2 separate regions of the Mus musculus genome follow, and region 2 is linked to region 1. The links are chromatin contacts, called in public HiChIP or PLAC-seq maps. All regions are on one chromosome and are shown on one strand. The core of a region is the stretch at or near the end of the contact, and the rest is flanking DNA. Distances in the headings are between cores, read along the strand shown.

Evidence for each region. HiChIP or PLAC-seq counts read pairs in DNA pulled down with a chosen protein or histone mark.
Region 2: an H3K4me3 HiChIP or PLAC-seq map of bone marrow-derived macrophages shows a contact between it and region 1, with 2.7 times the contacts expected there. The contact joins the promoter of Ints1 here to the enhancer-like site in region 1. A contact is called at or near these places in 11 of 39 promoter capture datasets (the 3T3-L1 cell line, 3T3-L1-derived adipocytes, the HPC-7 cell line and 8 more), 4 of 484 Hi-C or Micro-C datasets (LSK cells, Sertoli cells, bone marrow-derived macrophages and 1 more), 2 of 115 datasets of contacts at active chromatin or transcription factors (bone marrow-derived macrophages and embryonic stem cells) and 5 of 9 other capture datasets (adipose tissue, embryonic stem cells, liver and 2 more).

What each region holds. Positions count from the first base shown.
Region 1 is chr5:139,701,066-139,704,053 of GRCm38.p6, forward strand. No RefSeq gene overlaps it. Among named protein-coding and RNA genes, the nearest start is that of Gm46926, 33 kb to the left of the region's middle. Within about 2 kb of position 1,381, at least 25 of the 459 cell types and tissues checked have an H3K27ac peak or open chromatin away from gene starts, as enhancers often do. A contact at or near this core is called in the HPC-7 cell line, bone marrow-derived macrophages and liver, where this site is marked.
Region 2 is chr5:139,774,189-139,777,176 of GRCm38.p6, forward strand. It overlaps Ints1 (integrator complex subunit 1), which reads right to left and starts at 1,490. Exons shown (of 47, transcript NM_026748.2): 1 at 1,144-1,490; 2 at 100-390. The coding sequence starts at 1,282.

The sequences.
Region 1 (2,988 bases), core at 131-2,630:
GGGTCGGGGGATGGGATGCAAAATGCAGAGCACTGAAGGATCTGACTGGCAAGTGGCAGGACTGGACTCCTGTCCCTTGGCTACCCAAGTCCTGGAAGGGAGAAGAGTCTCCAGGGAGATGGGAAGTGAACACAGAGTTCTTGTTCACCTCCCAGTGCAGATGGAATGTATCGGGGCTCTGAGGTCCTAAGTGCACCCCATGCAGTCAGGACGGAGTCACTCTAGAAAGGGAAACAGGTAATTGAGCACACACACACCAGCCCTGGGCTCCAGGTATGGTCCCCAGTTCTGAGATGCTCTCAGGGAGTCCTCAGGGAACCCTGTGTCACTTCTCTTACTCTCCACTAACCCCATTTTGGAACCAGGGTGCAACTTCAAGGTCCCTACTTCATGCAAGATGGTGCATGGTAGAGCTCGGCCAAAGTCTGTCGCTGTACCAGTGGACACTGGCTGCACTGATGTCCCCTGATGCTTGAAAAGCAGCTATGGCTCAAGACACAGGTCTTCCTCATTCTTTCATTTATTCGTAAAGAAAATACCAGAGGACCTTTGGCGGCCATTGCTGGATTGCCGCCGCCAGAATGAAATTCAATCCCTTCGTGACTTTTGACTGAAGCAAGAACCACAAACGCACTTCAACGCACCATCTCAATTCGGAGGAAGATCATACCTTCCCCTCTTTCCAAAGAGCTGAGACGGAAGGATGACGAAGTTCAGGTTGTCCGGGGACACTACAAAGGCCGGCGGATGGCAAGGTGGTCCAAGTGTACAGGAAGCACGCCACCCACATAGAACGAGTGCAGTGGGGAAAGGCTAACGGCACAACTCTCCCTGTGGGCATCCACCCCGGTAAGCTAGGGATCACCAGGCTAACGCTGGACATGGACCGCAAGATCGTGGAGAGGAAAGCCAAGTCCTGACAAGGAGGACAAAGAAGGGCAAATCGAGGATGAAACAAGAAGGTGCAGGAGCAGACACACTCCATAGGCAGCTTTCATTGTAGACTGCTTAAGTAAAAAGAAAAGAAAATACCAGAGGAGCCCCTATGGTGTGTGAAACACTCTTCAGGCACATTGGATCCACAGTGGGAGAGAAATGATCCTCCCCTACCCCCAAGACCTCAAGGTCCTCCACCTTAGATATCAGGAGACAGAGCTCCATCCAAACACTTCTCAGGACCCACTGCGAGAACACAAAGGCAGAATTACCCGGAGGCCCGGAAGTAGGGAGCCAGTTGTGAGGAAGGCAGCAAGCAAGCACGTGTGATGCACACACACACACACACACACACACACACACACACACACACCGCCGCCCCAGTCCCAGTCCCAGGAGCCTGGGAGTCGGAGAGGAAGTGAGAAGTACTGCAGGAAGATAAAGCCTGGGTGAAGACAGGGTCATGCCCCTGTGCCCGGAAAGAGTGTGTCACTCCATATCTCAGCTTCATCCCCTCCCGCCCCCTTCTTTCTACTACAGACACTAGAGCCCACAGCCAGTCCTTCCCAGCTGCTCCCCAAAGCCCAGAGCGTCTCTCAGTGCTCAAGGCTGAAGACTAGTGTGGACATGAGTGTTGGGAGCACGGCTCCTCCCCTAAGAACTCCCATATTTAACCCCATTCAAGAAGAGGAAGAATGCTACACAGGCCTGGGTCTGATCCGGGGCCATCTATAGGTTATCAAACACCAAGCACTGCTGGCAATCCCACAGCTACATCTGGGGTCTATGGAGAGCAGCCCAAATAACAGGTGGAGGACCAGTGTCCTGGCCCCTCTTCCATATACATAACCTGCTAGGTAACCATCTATGGGAATGAAGCAGCCACCACCACCACGACACAGCCCAGGAGCTCAAAGAGCCATCCATCCCTGGGTTCCAGCCTCCAACCTGCAGCTGACCTGCTGTGTGGCTTCCAAGAACTGCGGAGCCTCTCTGAGCCTCTAAGATCACCATATCTATATAGCAGAATGGTTCCTGGCACCTCCGAGCAGCCCTAGCCCTGGTGTGTGCCAGTCTGCCTGCCCCTGGTGGTCAAGGTGCTGAACTGCAATGGTTGGTTAAGACTGGGGAAGGGGGAGGGGCATCTAGATTGGCCCAAGCCCCTCTAACTTTTGTGTCCTTAATACATGAGAGGTCCTAGAGTGCCAAGGCCACACTGCTTCAGGTTACTACCACTGTGATGAAACACCATGATCAAAGCAACATGAGGAGGAAAGGCTTGGCTTACATTTCCACACCCATAGTCCATCACTGCTGTTAAGACAGGAGCACAAGAAGAGCAGGGACCTGGGGGCAGGAGCTGATGCAGAGGCCATGGAGGGGTGCTATTTACCGGCTTGCTTCCCCTGGCTTGCTCAGCCTGCTTTCCTATAGAACCCAGGACCACAAGCCTAGGGATGGGACCACCCACAGTTGGCTGCCCCACCCCCAATCAATCACTAAAAAAAGCCTACAGCCAGGTGGTGGTGGCACGCATCTTTAATTTTAGCACTTGGGAGGCAGAGGCAGAGAAATCAGAGTTTGAAGCCAGTCTGGTCTACAGAGTAAATTTCAGGGACAGCCAGGACTATATTTGGCTACCCTGGAACTTACTTTGTAGGCCAGGCAACTTGCTTCCCAAGTGCTGGGATTAAAGGTGTGCCCCACCATGCACGCGTGGGGACATTTTCTCAGTTGAGGTTCCCTCCTCTCAGGTGACTTTAGCTTAGGTCAAGCTTGGGCCATAAAACCATCCAGCACAACTGACCAACTTGTCACACAAACACATCACTGTAAAGCCACACCCTTCTCTCTCTTGTTCATCCCCAAGATCACACACTGATAGAAACATCACAATATAATCACTTTACAAATGAAAAAGGGCCCACAGTCTTACAAATTCAAACCCTTTTTTTTTTAAAAAAAAATCAATCTCTTTTTAAAAAAAAAAGTTCCAGTCTCTTTTATAAGTCCAAAGTCTCTCAACTTGTGGGACCCTATAAAATAAAATTA
Region 2 (2,988 bases), core at 240-2,739, 73 kb after region 1:
CTACGCTAACAGAACCAGGCTGGAAGTGGCTCCCACGGGCACTGGGCAGATGGACAGGATGAAGGAATCTCTCTGGGGAAGTTGGCAGTCTGATCTTACCTTCAATGGGCACCACAGATGGCTCCTTAATCGATGGAGAAATGGCTCGCTTCTCTGCAACTGCGGCTTCAGCCAGACGTCCCAGGGCGCTCAGTGGGGGAGTGGAGGACAGTTTGGGGCGCTTAGTGAGGCCGGTCAGCGCAGAGGTCCCAGACAGAGAAGCTGAAGCATCTCTCTTGCGCTCTGAGGGTAGCCCAGAAGGGGCTGGCTTCAGCAGGGTGGACGTTGTCTTTGATTCACTGGCCTGACCCTTGGACCCCAGAGCAATAAAGTCCCCAGGGGGAGGGTGCCCTGCAGAGGAACAGAAAACCCACACCTGTGATACCCAATCTCAGAGTGGGCCCCCAAGAGACAAAAGTAAAGCCTGAGGTTGTCCAACCACCCTGGCAGAGCAAGCGATGGCTGACGCTGATCCAGTGCTGACTAGAAACTAAGCCATCTGTAACTCATAAGCACTGTCTACTTAATTCTCACCGGGCTTCTTCAAAAGTTATGACCCTCGTTTTACAAATAAAGACACAGAAGTTAGGCAGGGGACTGGTGGCACATGCCTTTAATCCCAGCACTTGGGAGGCAGAGGCAGGAGGATTTCTGAGTTCAAGGCCAGCCTGGTCTACAGAGTGAGTTCCAGGTCAGCCAGGGCTACACAGAGAAACCCTGTCTCGAAAAAACCAAAACAAAACAAGACAAAACAAAATAGACAGAAGTTAAGTAATGTGCCAGTGTCACACAGTTAGCAAGAAGAAACTTTAGGACCCCAGTCTAGATTATCCGGCTTCAGAGACTGTGATTCTGGTCCAGGTACCCTGTCCTTGCCAGATGCTCAGCAGGACAAGGATGCCCTTGTCCTTTAGGAGCCCCTCAGGACAGCAATGTATGCAGGAAGCCTGGGTTGGATGACCGTTGTCCTGCTGTGTTGGATGCCCACGCTCTCCCAACAGTCCCAAGTTAACTATGTCCCGTAGGAACCCCTTCAGTGGCCATGCCGGCCTTCATGGAACCCATTCATTGACCGTCTCGAGGTCGCCGCGCGCAGGGACGCACCTGAGGGCTTGGCGGCCGCGCTGGGTCTCCGTACGGTGGTGGGCTTGGCTCGATTCATCCTCCCCGCGGCCCGGGCGCCCCTAGAGGAAGCGCCTTCACCTGGGAGGAGGCGGCGGGAGTCACTCGCTCGCTCAGTCATTCATCCCTCGCACCGGGGCCACTGGACCGAGTGCCCAGGGCCGCCTACCGGGGTCACAGAAAGGGGCCAAGTGCGGCACACACGCGGCCGACTGCGGAGACGGATGTCACCGCAGGGAGCGGACTTCACCTGGGTGCAAAGGCCCCTCACCTCCGGTGCAGCACTCTGCAGACCCGAGACACGGGCGCTCCGGAAGTGCAAACTGATCTGCGAGCCTTCCGAGCGCTGATTTCTCACATAACCGGAAGTAAAACAAACCCGAAGGCGAGGAAGAGAGGAGAGAGGCAGGCAGAGCCTACTAGTGTTTGCACCGCCCTCTGGCGGCCGGAGGCTGGATGGACCTATGCCTGTCTGAAAGCTGGGCTTGTTGGGCATAAACTGTTCCCTCTTACGGTTTTGGAGCTAAATCTGATCCTAGCTCAAGAAGTCAAAATCCAGCCGGTCGGTGGTGGCGCACGCCTTTAATCCCAGCATTTGGGAAGCAGAGGCAGGCGGATTTCTGAGTTCGAGGACAGCCAGGGCTATACAGAGAAACCCTTTCTCAAAAAACAACAACAACAAAAAAGTCAAAATCCTACTTTCATATTGATACATGCTCTAAAATGTTGAAGGCCTCTGTCAATGGCCTCTGGATTCACCTGATTTGGGTACCTCTGTCAATGGCCTCTGGATTCACCTGATTTGGGTACCTCCCTCTCCATGGAGACCTCTACATGGAGCTATCAGGATAGGTACTGCAGGTCTCCTCTAAGGAAGTCCCAGATAGATTGTCCAGCTGCTGGGACAAAGACAAAATTCCAGACATGGTCCCGAGACCATGTTTGTGTGTGTGTACATGTATGTGTGTATACATATATATGTATGTGTGTTTATGTATGTGTGTGAATGTCTGAGTGTATCTATACACATATAGACAGACAGATAGACATTCCAAGGTCATAGAATTAGGATTGGGAGCCCAAGACCCTCAAGCGCCCTTAATGGATTGTCCCCATGATGGCCAGCCTCCTTGGTGCCAGCAAGCCCAGAGCTATATAGTAAACATTTGTGGGCTGAATAAAGGATGTGTTTGAACATTGTGGCACAAAGGGAGCTTCAGGCAGAGAGCTGGTTTTCAGCCCCAGGAGCGCACCTCCCATACCTGTCAGTGCCTGCAGTTCAGGGTCTTTCTTACTGTGATGCCAGGGCTACAATAACAGTATGTCAGGGTAAGCAGGATGGGTCAGTAGGTGAAAGAGCTTGCTGAGCCAACTCTACAAATTTGTCCTCTGACTTACACGTGTGCTGTGGTGTGCATGGCTGTACATTCACATCATGCACACTCATACCCACAATAACAATAGATAAAATTTAGATTTTAAAAAGGGATGAGTTGTCACAGTGTGGTCACACACACCTTTAATCCCAGCACTCAGGAGGCAGAGGCAGGTGAATCTCCGTGAGTTCCAGGACAGCTGGAGCCACATAGACAGACTCTGACCCAAAACAAAAGCAAAATCAAACAAAATGGCGGGGAGTCTGTTTACTCCAGTAGATCCTAACCCAGTGACAGTGGAACCCAGCTCAGCCTGAGCCCTGCTGAGGACCCTTTGGGGAAGGTTGGGCAGCGTCCCCCAGAACCTATGTAGGATGCTGGCAAACCACACTGAGCAGACCTGCAGCTGCTGTGGTCTAACTGCCCCAGTGGCAGGAAGCAGCTGTCCCCA